2 separate regions of the Sus scrofa genome follow, and region 2 is linked to region 1. A link is a contact called in public HiChIP or PLAC-seq data. All regions are on one chromosome and are shown on one strand. The core of a region is the stretch at or near the end of the contact, and the rest is flanking DNA. Distances in the headings are between cores, read along the strand shown.

Region 1 (3,200 bases), core at 57-2,556:
TAGGAAAATAATATGTAGTAGCCTGTTGAGCCATGTTGGGGCCTGAAACAAAGGAAGAATATACCTTCTTCTCTATATGTATCAAAATACTGTCTCCTATTTTGAATCAAGTAGAAAAACTCCAGTGAAAAACCGTGCCTTTATATAAAGCTCTGCGTTGCCCAATCTGCGCTTACACCATTACCAACCCTAATCAACTGCTAGTGGGAGACGTGCTGTTGGGTAATAGTACAGGGTTGTAAAACACACAGCTCATTTTTATTTCAAATTATGTTTTATTCTTCATGGAGTTTGGGTAATCATTTCATATATATATATATATATATATATATATATTTTTTTTTTTTTTTTTGGCCATACCCTCAGCATGCAGAAGTTCCCAGGCCTGGGACCAAACCCACACCACAGCAGTGACTCTAGCCTCTGCAATGAAAATACTGGATCCTTAACCCATTGAGCCACAAGGGAACACCTCATTTTCATTTTTTTAAAAAATTACATTAAAATACTGTTTTTGGGGGGGTACTTAGATTTTGATGAACCCCTTAAATTTCGCTCCTGTAGTAAATTCATCATCTGCCTCACCATGCTAATCCTGGTCCTAAAAAAAATAGGGACTTTGAAGGACTATTATCTTAGGAGAAAAGATTGTAAAATACCTTCACAAAGTCAGTACTTCAGAAGAGGAGCCCTTGCTATCTTATTTTTACAAGACCTGCAGAAACTTTACAGCCATTGCAGGACATGTTGGCTGGAAATCCTTAAAGCAGCAGTGTGAGAACATGCAGCTTAGTAAACAGGCTTCAAAAGATGGGCAGTGAGTTCTGAGATGAGCCCCCAGATCCTGCTCCTCAAGGAAATGTTGATTCTTAGCCAGAATGTGCATGGGAAGGGGACTGGCCCAGCTGGGATGTCTTCTAAATTCTGGGGAATCCCGTGTGGATCCCAAGCTACATGTCCGCCTTTCACTTTACACCCTAATGATTATAGTCAGGGAGCTCTTAGGCTTTGTCTGCACTAAAAATGGTCTTAAATACTGAGTTGGATCCATAGACTTCTATAAAAAGCTCTACTTATCTCCTTCATGTTCAACAGAATCTTGACAGCCTGCTTGACTGTGCTGGAGGCTTTCTTTCTCTCCAGCTAGGGAGCTCTTCTCTCTGACCCAATGTGGAATCTCAGTGGACAGACCCAGGGATTTTTCAATTCCCCTTTGGCAGGAAGAACAATTTCCCGCTACTGCCCCAAAGCCCAGAGACTCTTTCCCCAGAGCCAGGGCTGCAACTTGCCAGCTCTCCTGTTGAACCACCTGACCTGCAATAGTGTGAAGCTGCAGAAAAGAAACTGATGTGAAACATCACTTCCCTCTGCTCTGAGAATATATTTGGGGGAGAATTTGATGGTGAAAGCACCAATGTGCAGTTAAATTCCACAAACACTGAAAAATTAGAAAGTTGACTGCCTCTAACGACTTCCATTTTTTCTGTAACTTGGTGTCTAGGAGAACAACTGCAGGATAATTTTGCAATATGTGCTTTCCAGTTTAAAAAGGGAAATAAATAGATGACTTGGCTTTTCATTCCCTCCCTGAGTAGTTTGCAGAGAAGAGGGGGAAAAAAAAAACAAAAAAAAAAACAGGCAATTCAAAATTGAAAAAATTTTAGTCATCAAAAGAGAAAGTGCTTACCAAAGAATGGCCTTGACAGAAAGTAATATCTAGACACAACACAGGGCTTCTCACTTCTGATGCATTTGGAGCCTAAATAGTAAAATAGGCTCATTCCCATTTCACCTTGTTTCCACAGAGATCAGGCTGACAAACAGCCTGTCACCAACAGTGATAGCCCTTTGTCTGCCCTGGATGCTGAGGGCTCTGTGAGCAAGAATGAGCAAATGGGAGACAAATGTTAGCTGCTGATTTCATTCTCACTCAGAACCATCTCTCTCACTTCTGAGTCACTAAGGAGCTCTGAGATTTGCCTCAATCTGACTCACTTTACACTCTGGCTTTTCTTTTGTCTACTTTTCCCTCTTGGTGTGCCGTAAAAATAAAATGCACTACGAGCTGTTGCTGTGTTCCTCATTAGCTTGTTTAGATTTTAATTCAAGTTCCTTTTATTTTTTTCTCTTAAACAAAGGCAGTATCTGTACTATCAACTGTGTCAACAATATGGAAAGACAGAAAGCCAAAAGTGGAAAAATATTGCTGATAATCTCATCATCAGAGAATCTCCATAAGGAGTTCCCATTGTGGCTCAAACCCCCCGACTGGTATCTGTGAGGACGTGGTTTCCATCCCTGGCCTTGTTTAGTGTGTTAAGGACCCAGCCTTGCCGTGAGCTGTGTTGCAGGTAGCTGACGAGATTCGAGACTCGGATCCTGAGTTGCTGTGGCTGTGGTGTAGGACAGCAGCTGTGGCTCTGATTCGACCCTAAGCCTGGGAACCTCCATATGCCAAGGGGGTGACCCTAAAAAGACAAAAAAAAAAAAAACAAAAAACACCACAAGTAACATATTGATGAAACTTCTTCCAGATTTTTCCCTATCTCCCCCTCCTTATTTATTTATTCGCTTTCCATTTTCTTCTCCTGATTAGATTACACAGAAAATTCCCAAATATTTGTTGGTGTTTTGTAGACTCAGCTACTCTGTTTTGTTTTTTTTTTGTTTGTTTTTTTGTTTTTCCATTTTGACTCTGAGAGGTCTATTGAGATGTGCTATGGGAAGGAGGGTGTGGAGTGGACAGGAAGTGGATCCATCTGCTGTAGAGCTGGAGGTTCTGGGTCTCCCAGTCCTCCTTTTACTAGACTGGTTTTTATTTTTTCCCAGATATTTGGGCTAATGTGTAAGATTTTATTAGAATAAAGAATTATGGAGTTCCCGTCATGGCTCAGTGGTTAATGAACCCAACTAGCATCCATGAGGACACAGGTTCTATCCCTGGCCTCAACCAGTGGGTTAGGATTGGGTATTGCCATGAGCTGTAAGTCACAGACGCAACTTGGCTCCTGTGTTGCTGTGGTGTAGACCAGCAGTTTCAGCTCTCATTCAACCCCTAGACTGGGAACTTCCATATGCCACAAGTGTGGCCCTAAAAGGACAAAAGACCAAAAAAAAAAAAAAAAATTATGTGGCCAAAACCCAATCAAAGTAAAACTTTACCTATTCTGTTCCATTTTCCTGTCAGGATAGGAGATTTT
Region 2 (3,531 bases), core at 886-3,385, 240 kb after region 1:
TGTTTATATGTTTTCCATGGAATTCAAAATTTAATTTCAATATATTGCATTCTTAAAATACACATTAATGACTGTGTTTTAATTTTAATGAAGACATTGGGTATCTTTTGATGCTTGCCTGTGTCTAAAATTTATAGTTAGAAAGGTAGATATATGGATATATAGGTATTTTCTTGCTATTTTACAATACATGGTTTTTGCATATAGTAGGTGTTAGTTTCCTGTGGCTCCTGTAGCAAATTAATCACAAGCTGGACGGTATTTTTAAATTTTTAAAAGAGAAATTTTCTCTCACAGTGCTGGAGGTCATAAGTGCCAATTCAAGGTGTCTGTGTAGATAGGGCCATATTCCCTCCGAGGCTCTGGGGGAGATTCTGTTCTTGCCTATGCAGTTCTGTTGTTTTTTTTCCCCTAGTTTCAAAAAAAAAAAAAAAAAAAAAAACTTGTGAGAAATCAGTTAAGCTCTAAAGACTCTGACAAATTTAATTTTTTTATTTTAAATTTTTTTAAATTTTTTAATCTTTCGATTCTTATTTTTCCATTATAGTTGATTTACAGTGTTCTGTAAATTTCTGCTGTATGGCTAAGTGACCCAGTCATACAAATATGCACACATACACACACACATATATATATATGTATTCTTTTTCTCACATTATCCTCTATCATGTTCCGTCACAAGAGACTGGATATAGTTCCCAGTCTCTTATAGCAGGATCTCATTGCTTATCCACTCCAAATTCAGTAGTTTGCATCTATTAACCCCAGATTCCCAGTCCATCCCACTCCCTCCCCTCCCTCTTGGCAATCACAAGTCTGTTCTCCAAATCCATGAGTTTCTTTTCTGTAAAAAGTTCATTTGTGCCGTATATTAGATTCCAGATACAACTGATATCAAATGGAATTTGTCTTTTTCTTTCTGACTTACTTCACTTAGTATGAGAGTCTCTAGTTCCATCCATGGTTGCTGCAAATGGCATTATTTTGTCCTTTTTTACGGCTGAGTAGTATACCATTGTGTATATGTACCACATCTTCTTAATCCATTCATCTGTCGATAGACATTTAGGTTGTTTCCATGTCTTGGCTATTGTGAATAGTGCTGCAGTGAACAAAATGCTGCAGAGAGGTCAGATTGGGTCCATCAACTGTGGGACCTGGGGCCTTGGACAAGCTACTTACCTCTATATGCCTTAGCATCTTATAAAATGAGGATTATAGGAGCATATATTTTATAGAGTAATAGTGAGAATTAAATGAGTTAACTCACAAGAGCTCTTATTATTATTATGATCTGAAATGTCCACAAATTTTAGAGCTCTGTCTTTCCAACTGGAACGTAAATTCCATGAGGACAGAAGGTTTGTCCTGTTGGTTGCTGTGACTCTGGAAACTAGAACAAAACCTGATATATAATAAACACTAAATAAGCAGATCTTGTTATGTTGTCCTTTAAACAGATGACCTTTTCCATTAAAATCAACATTATTGATATATTTTTTTTTTCTTTTGTCTTGTTGTTGTTGTTGTTGCTATTTCTTGGGCCGCTCCCGCGGCATATGGAGGTTCCCAGGCTAGGGGCTGAATCAGAGCTGTAGCCACTGGCCTACGCCAGAGCCACAGCAACGCGGGATCCGAGCCGCGTCTGAGACCTACACCACAGCTCACAGCAACGCCGGATCGTTAACCCACTGAGCAAGGGCAGGGACCGAACCCGCAACCTCATGGTTCCTAGTCGGATTCGTTAACCACTGAGCCACAACGGGAACTCCATTATTGATATTTTTGAGATTTGACTTTTATATATTTGCATATGAACATCTAAATGCATTTATTACCTCCTGTCCATGTCAACACTGTTGACATTTTGGGCTAGACAATTCTTTGCTGTGGGAGGAGGGGCGCTCTTATAGAATATTTAGCTGTATCTTTGACCTCTACTCAACTAGATGCCAGTAGGAACTCCCTAGTTGTGAAACCGAAAATGTCTCTGGACATTGCCAAATGTCCCCTGGGAGTCATAATTACTGCATTTGAGAACAACTGACTTTAATTCCAACGTCTCTCTATAGCCAGCATTTTCCCTCTCAAGTGTCCTGCCTGACCACAGGAAGTCTTAGTCCTACTAGCTTCCCATCCTGTGGCTTCCAGAGAAAGTTTCTCAACATGGGCATGACCCCCTGCTTTAGTTCCCTATATGTGTTCAAATAGCCTTTACGAAGAATTACGCAGAGAAAAACCACTTGGTGCTGATTATTGCTCTTCTGAATTATCATATTACAAGAGTTAACAAAAACCGAGAAAGTTGTGAAATACATGTAACATAAAATTTACCATTTTAGCAGTCTTTAAGTGTGTGGTTCAGTGACCGCCACGTCTTTACATCACTTTCTTTGTGTGTATGTGTAAACTCCCTCTGACTCTTTATTATAAGGGGGATAAGCTCTGTCAAGACCTTTAACTTAATCACATCTGTTGCCACATAAATTAATATTTACAGGTTCCAGGGACTAGGAAGTCATTGTACTTTGGGGAGCCCATTTTTTTGAGCCTGTTATGTAGGCATTTATTAAATATTTAATTATAGGCAATCTATGAGTTATTTTTAGGATTATTTTATGTAAGTGATTTCTTATCAACTTTACAAATTGTTAAGTCAAGAGGTAACTATGAAGTGCGTCTTGGTCCTCTACAGATAATGACTCAAGCTTCTTCACACAGCCTTTTTTCTTTTTTTTTTTTTTTTAAATTTTTAAAATATTTTTGTCTTTTTAGGGCCGCACCCACGGTATATGGAGGTTCCCAGGCTAGGGGTCTAATTGGAGCTATAGCTGCTGGCCTACACCAGAGCCACAGCAATGCCAGATCCTTAACCCACTGAGCGAGGCCAGGGATGAAACCCGCAACCTCATGGTTCGTAGTTGGATTTGTTTCCGCTGATCCACGACGGGAACTCCCACATAACCTTTAAGGTACCATTATCTGGCCTGTGTATTTATCCCCTTTCATCTCTTATCATTCCCAGTCTTATAGATTTTTATATATCCAGATTACATGCATGCGGTCTATCCAGAAATCACACTATTTAAAAAATTTTTTTTTTCCTGTACTCAGGCTGATGTTCTCAAGTTGTCCAAAATTCTCTTTTTCACCCCTTCACTCATTCTTTAAAACAAATAATTCTCAGCTTCAGGGCTGAGAAACGAGGAAGAAAATGGATATAGTTTAAACAAGCATATTCAGTATTATAATAATCACACATTTGTAAAAGTAACAGTTTGTTTCTTTGTTTGAAATTTACATTACCACAGTTTATTTATCCAGTCACCTACTGAAGGACATCTTGGTTGCTTCCAAGTTTTGGCAATTATAAATAAAGCTGCTATAAACTTACGTTCACACAAAGACATACACAAGGCTCTTTATAGCAGCTTTATCCATAATTGCCAAAAGTCAGAAGCAACCAAGATGTTTCTCAGCAGGTGAATGGATAAATAAGCTGTGGTGCATCAGACGGTGGAGTATGTTGAT

Evidence for each region. HiChIP or PLAC-seq counts read pairs in DNA pulled down with a chosen protein or histone mark.
Region 2: a contact with region 1 is called in an H3K27ac HiChIP or PLAC-seq map of alveolar macrophages. The contact joins two enhancer-like sites. A contact is called at or near these places in 2 of 47 Hi-C or Micro-C datasets (embryonic fibroblasts and skeletal muscle) and 2 of 2 datasets of contacts at active chromatin or transcription factors (alveolar macrophages and skeletal muscle).

What each region holds. Positions count from the first base shown.
Region 1 is chr2:91,185,050-91,188,249 of Sscrofa11.1, forward strand. No RefSeq gene overlaps it. Among named protein-coding and RNA genes, the nearest start is that of TMEM167A, 170 kb to the right of the region's middle. Within about 2 kb of position 1,307, at least 13 of the 83 cell types and tissues checked have an H3K27ac peak or open chromatin away from gene starts, as enhancers often do. A contact at or near this core is called in alveolar macrophages, where this site is marked.
Region 2 is chr2:91,424,881-91,428,411 of Sscrofa11.1, forward strand. All of the region lies in intron 3 of XRCC4 (DNA repair protein XRCC4), which reads left to right. Among named protein-coding and RNA genes, the nearest start is that of XRCC4, 68 kb to the left of the region's middle. Within about 2 kb of position 2,136, at least 2 of the 83 cell types and tissues checked have an H3K27ac peak or open chromatin away from gene starts, as enhancers often do. A contact at or near this core is called in alveolar macrophages, where this site is marked.